2 separate regions of the Gadus morhua genome follow, and region 1 is linked to region 2. The links are chromatin contacts, called in public Hi-C maps. All regions are on one chromosome and are shown on one strand. Each heading gives the region's core, a stretch centred on a gene start, on an enhancer-like site or on the middle of the called end of the contact. The rest is flanking DNA. Distances are from core to core; before and after follow the strand shown.

Evidence for each region. Hi-C and Micro-C count contacts between places; a contact is called where the count stands out from the background.
Region 1: a Hi-C map of heart shows a contact between it and region 2, with 5 times the contacts expected there. The contact joins the promoter of cep112 here to the promoter of tex2 in region 2. A contact is called at or near these places in 2 of 6 Hi-C or Micro-C datasets (gill and heart).

What each region holds. Positions count from the first base shown.
Region 1 is chr2:16,040,629-16,043,790 of gadMor3.0, reverse strand. cep112 (centrosomal protein 112) reads left to right here and starts at 1,858. Exons shown (of 27, transcript XR_003979741.1): 1 at 1,858-1,938; 2 at 2,521-2,641. prkcab (protein kinase C, alpha, b) reads right to left here and starts at 679. Exons shown (of 17, transcript XM_030339389.1): 1 at 355-679. The coding sequence starts at 524.
Region 2 is chr2:15,878,123-15,881,307 of gadMor3.0, reverse strand. It overlaps tex2 (testis expressed 2), which reads left to right and starts at 1,923. Exons shown (of 13, transcript XM_030346915.1): 1 at 1,923-2,390.

The DNA of each region.
Region 1 (3,162 bases), core at 609-3,108, 160 kb before region 2:
CAACTCGATGCCGATCCAACATAGCACATTGTGTCTATTATTATGCCTTACTATCTACAATTTAATTTCGAGTAAATTGCTGTAATGAGAATAAAACCACAACAAACGCCCCCATGTAGTGAACTATGCGCTTGATTGCATTTACGTTTGTGTTTGGGGCGAAACTATCTAATAACTTGGTCAGCATGGCACTCAAAACTGGGAGTTGCCGCTGGATATTAAAAACAGCAGGTGTGAAAGTAATTTAAGGTGAGAGCTGATATGGAGCAGGTCAAACAGAGCTGCCAAGAGCTGTGCTGCTCATCACTTTTCACATCCATAATGAACGGGTGTGTGCACATAAGCAACGCTTACCAAATGAAGTCCGTGCAGTGGCTGCAGAAGGTCGGCTGCTTGAAAAACCTCGCAGTAAATTTGTGGTTTTTCACTTCGTGGACGTTTTTCTGGCGCAGAGCACCTTTGCGTGCAAATCGATTTCCGATCGCCGCTGAGTCGCTATAGTGCAAATGGTGGTCAGCCATCATTATGAACAAAAAGTACACCGTCCGCCCCAAAGTGTCTTGTCCCCACTACTCTAACACAGGGTACTCCCTCTGTCCGCACCGCTGTCAACTGTTGGAGGAGCGTCTCTCTCCGGACCGCACGCTTCGCTCTTTGCCAGGGCTACAGCTGAGCGCCTCTTTTTTCACGCGTGTGTGACTGTGTGTGACGTCAACCTGGAACCCTCCTGGATCACTCCAGCCAGCCAACACGGCCTGTGCGTTGGCGCCCCCACGTGGACATTACTTAGATTACAGCTAAATGCGAAAGTAGAATACCTCCCGAGGTTTATCATTCCACTTAACATTCTGAACTTATGCATCAAAACGAGGATGCCAGGCAGCCCGATTGCGGCTGAGCCAACAACAGTAGAGGAATTGAATGACAATAAGTTAATATGGGGCCTTAATATGGGGCCGTAAAGTATAGAACAATATAGTAGTTTATTTTACTTTAAAACGAAGCCTGTAAATTACTTCCTACCTGCCTGGAAACTTACACCTACACAATATTTGCGTAAATAATGCATGTGATGAAGGATAGCTGGTCTGGTAGCAGCTAATAAAGCAAAACAGCAGATAACAAATAACTGACCAATAAGCCTACTATTGGACCACAATGATATGCAAACTGAATGGAGCTGGAGAACAGATTGTATCAGAATGTATCAATCGGCAGAAATACACACATCCTAAATATATACCAACAATACTGGTAAGATTAGTACATTTAAGGCCCGTTTAATTAGCTATTGAGTTAGCTAACATGCCAGTAAGAAATCTGTTATCATTGTAATAACTTCACTAATGGACACAGTTGTTTTTACGACTAAACAATTAACTTGATACCAATTATGAGACAAAGGTGTCAAATAAACACTTAAATAACACACACTTTATAACACATCAATCAATCGTCAATCGCTGTTATGGTAGAATGTTGCAAGTAGTTCTTAGCAGTCTTTTCAGAGAATACCGCTCTCTGGATCCATCGGCCACTGAGGCCGAGTCAGAAACTCATAGCGAGGAAGAGAGACCAAGCCCGACGAGAGCATAATGAAAGATCCACATGGAAAATCGATGGGAATTTAATTACAATATCGTTGTTTTTTACTACTACTTCAGAAGATGCATCAGTAACCTTCAACCCTCAGATCCATTTGAAATGTTGAATGTGTGGGGTGGTGACAAATCGTCCATACATTTCAGACAGCTTAGAGAATAGGCTACTCATCTCATCTGCTGTTGCATTCATGGACACGTGCTGCACGGTTGCTTTAGCAACGGAGGGACGCTGCTTCTGTTTCCCTTCCTTCACGGAAACCGGATGTGGCTCAGGGTAGGAAGTTGTTGTGGAGTTTGAATCACTTTGAGCGGCCAAATCAGTGCCTATTTTAAGGTAAAAACAAACCAAATGTTCTATCTTTACAGTTTTCGGCCACACCATTTTTATGTAGCAAACAGGAAGCAATAGTGATACTTTTCGCATATCGGTTAGCTTAGAACAGAACCTTAGACTAGCGTGTTTGGCGTTATTCAGGTAGTCAACATCATGATAGCTAGTGGGGGTTTGTTGTTGCAGTGTTTTTGTTGCTTAGACATTTCTATGGCATAAGTTAATAATTTCACCGTTCTATATTTTGCTTAAATAAACTATGGCTGTATCACCCGAGTGACCCGAATGTACGATATCCATCTTCGTAAAACTACAGTTATGGAAAATATTAATGCTTATAAGGCTGCTGTAACTAACTCACAGCAGAAACAGAATATGCAATACCAACCCAGTTAACAGTTACCTTCCTAAAACAAAACTTCAATATTAATATAGATGATTTTCTTGCGGAAGAAATTGAATGCAGTTTGCACACTTGAAACTTTCAGAATTTAAAAAATGGGACCAGATACTTATGTGAAACTAAATGGCACAGTATGGACATTTATAATTTGTCATTGAAACATATTTACCATATTCCTAAAGTCCATTAGTGCAGAAGGCACCATGAGTCTGCACGATGACACTCCAGAGCGACTGGACGCAGACTTCGACCGTTACCTGTCAGACATGAAGCCATATGTCCTGAAGCACCCCAACAGAACAGGTAAAATGACCCAGCTGGTCGATGACTTCATGTACTAATTTTTATTTGTGTATGTTAATATCCATTATCCACCTCCGGTGTCAATAAGCTTTAAAAATGCATTTCATTACTCATGGTAACCATCAGTTCTATTATTTACATTTTTTATCCAATCTTGCTATGGTGGTTTGTATGTGCCAATTTGTTATTGAGTTATTTCTGTATTTCATTTCCCCTTTTGTATGTTATTTTGTCCACTCATCACCTGTCGATGAGAGCTGTTTTATATGTAAAAAACAGAATGTTAATTGCTTTTTTCTGATGGATGATTAGTTTATGCCCAATTTTTAATGAATATATAAACGCTTTAAATGTATTAATCAATTTATTAGTCAGATTGATTGGCCATACAGAGTTGCAGTCCTAAGAGAATGGATCCTACTTTCCACATAATTTATTGACTCTAACTTCTACTCCAGTATCAGCAGTGACAGCCCTACTTAGAAACATGAACAGTGTAAAAGTGTGACATTGTTCCCCTC
Region 2 (3,185 bases), core at 674-3,173:
TCAAATGCAAAATCCTCATTGTGCCTTTTAAATCAACAAAAAACGAAAAAACTAAATTTCTCCTAACATTTTCTTAATAAGATTCTAAAAATTAAATGTAATAAAAGCTTATGAAATAAAAAAGAAAGGATCACTATTTTGAATGGCTGCTTGCTGCTCTGTCATGAATAATTAAATGCACGACATTGACGCTTAATTCTTTATGTCGTAGTCCAACAGATCCACTAGGTGGCAGCCAATCCAAACCAATGTAGACAAGCGTTGGGGTATATTTACAAAATCGAGTGGATTTTACGTTGACCGTGGCTATGGGAATTTCGGCTCCTTTTAGGGAGCCGGACCATTTGGATCAGCTCACCAACAAGAGCAGGCTCGTTCGGCTCTCAAACGGCTCTTAATATATACCTCTCACTTATACTTTTAATAATTCAGCCAAATGTAACCCGTTTCGACTTATGATTTGTAGGTATGGGTAGGCCTATATATCACTTAAATTATTCAATACATCCTATTATTATTCAAAAGTAAAAATTACATTTTCTAATATCAATAAATTGCTGTAGCTGATTGTCTTCATTGCATATGAGCGCAACGCGCATTGCATTCCCGCCCCTCGCTGCTTGCTTAAGGGTATGATCCTCCTTGTCTATCCCCACTTTATTGGTTGCATGCATGCACGCAGCTGGGTTCGAGTTAGGTGGGAGCCAGTGGGAGCTGAGCTCCCATAGAGAGAGGTCTGGCTCCCATGAAAGCAGCAACCTCAAATATCTGTGGGGGTCTCTGAAAATACAGCAGCATAATTATGTAATTACAAATAAAGCAATTTTCCCGTCCACATACAGAGTAAGAATGACGTTGAGGTAAGGGATAATAGAACGCCGGTCATTATCGGGAAAATAAGCCCCAGACAGGGCGAACCGGACACCGACGCGAAACGGAGGTGTCTTGCTTCGACCTGAAGGGGCTTATTTACGACTTATTTTCAACAATTCAGCGCAAGGCCAATACGGTCTTCTATCCCCCGTAAAACAACTTTAAGAGACCCCCACAGAAATGGAATCATAACTCGAACCCTGCATGCAAGTGACAGTCACTGGCTGCACACACGCATAGAATGCACGGAGCCCCGTAGCGCGGAGATCTTCATATCATTCTACCTAGGCAAACTATATGTAGGCCTATATTAAAAAAAATATGAAAAAAGAAACGGCCCGCGGTCGGGAGCCGACTCCCATCGTTGACCTAAAATAGCCGGCTCTTTGAACTGGCTCGTTTGCGACCGACCGATCACTATTGGCTATAGTTACCTGACCTCTATATAGTTGACTCATGCTGTATCTATTTTAAGCGTATATTTAAAGTAATTGCATGATATAACATCGTACGTGTTTCGGGTGCATAACTCTGTGCATAACATTTCAGGCACGTCTAGAGCAAATTAATTAAGACTATATAGGCTTTTTCGCTATGTGTGTTACCCGCATCAAAACACTTAAATGCTCTCGCCATCAGCCAAAGAAGGTAAAACGTAGATCAGAGCATTATGTGTTCGAGTTATTCTTATTGATTAGCGATTGTGATGTGTGTGTTTGGCGATGATGATCCCATTCACCCAAACCACGCACAAGCCCAGTTTCCTTTATCTGTCACCATTATCCACACCCATGTGAGCGTCTTGACAACTGAGCATCTGCTACCACGGTTGTTTGATAGTCGGATCAAATTTGATTATTCTTTCCTTCGACGGAGTTGGTTAAAATGAGCAGCTCTTCATTCTATAGCAACCTCGTTCCCAGGCGTCTTTATCTCAAGCCGGAATGCTTGGAAAGGGATGCTCCAAATCAGCGTTATTGGCGAAAGCGAGGGCGGGAGTCACATATGGGTTTAGCGGCGAGAGAGGGAGGGACTTTCACTTACATCGGTTTAGCAGCGAGATAGAGGGAGGGACTTCTGATAGAGTTGTAAACGTTTCCGTTATATATTTGGTTGTTGCTTTGTCTAATTATTCTTCAAAACTCCATATTTAGTCTTCTTGTCGTTGTTGTTATTTTTTTCATGTTGTTAGTCTTTCTGCCTTGGGGACTGTTAACTGGTGTACACATCTAAAAGGAGGTAAGAGACTGGAAATTGCGATGTGGTAGACCGGGATAACGATACAATTCAGTCTCCTCTCTCGCCTAGTTACAATGTGCAGCTCTCTAGTCTGTAGTGCAGAAACGCCCGCCGAGCATCAACTCTGCTGTCATTGAGGGCTGCAGGAGTGATTCGCCGACATAACAACACTGTGCGCAGGGGGTGAAAGATTGGGAAGCCTCTATCGATACGGTGATTATCAGCTAACCCAACACACCGAAGAGGGTATCATCATTCCGACTGAAAGAGACGACAAGGTAGGAAGAAGAGTCAAATCCGTTTTTTTGGTTGTTTCCGTCGTACACTTTCATTATTTATCAGCTGTTTTTGGTCAACGGTTGCCCACTTTATTCAGACTCAGACTATCATAGAGCAGAATACAACAAGAATAGGGGACAAAATATACATTTTGTTACGATCTTACAAACCGTGAATACATTATGTTATCAATATAAGTGAGATATTGAAAACACATAAAGGGTGGGAAAAATCATCCCATCGATACAACAGTTGGGGTTTTCAGACTGTACTAGCTTAAATGTCGGCTGCTCCATTATTGTCTTTAAGAAAATCACACGTTTTACTGAACATTTCTAACGTCCATGACCATGACATTCAGCTAGAAAACCCGTGATGGCGTTAGCCCCAGCCTAGACTACGTAGGCCATGGATGTCTGGCGGTGAAGTGATTTATTATATCCCATAACAAGACTTTTCTGAAAGCCAGCTCAGGTTATCAGCCTCTATAAGCAAAAAAGCTATGGTGGTATAAAGCCTACTGTTGCTTATTATCAGTTCATGGGGCTGGTTGGGTGACTTGGAGGAGTCTTTAAACGGGCTGTCCTTTACTCAGCTATTCCAACTATTTCATTTTGAATTACTTTTCATCTCTTGACTGAAAAAAAAACAGCCCATCCCTGACGCTGTTGCACAGTGCTGTTCAATTAACGTTTTAATGATTATGCAAGTGATTTATAAAGGTGCCTAGATGAAAATAGAAACTACATATTTGGCGCTTGTTGTGTCAAGCATTGATGATATGAGTCTGAGCG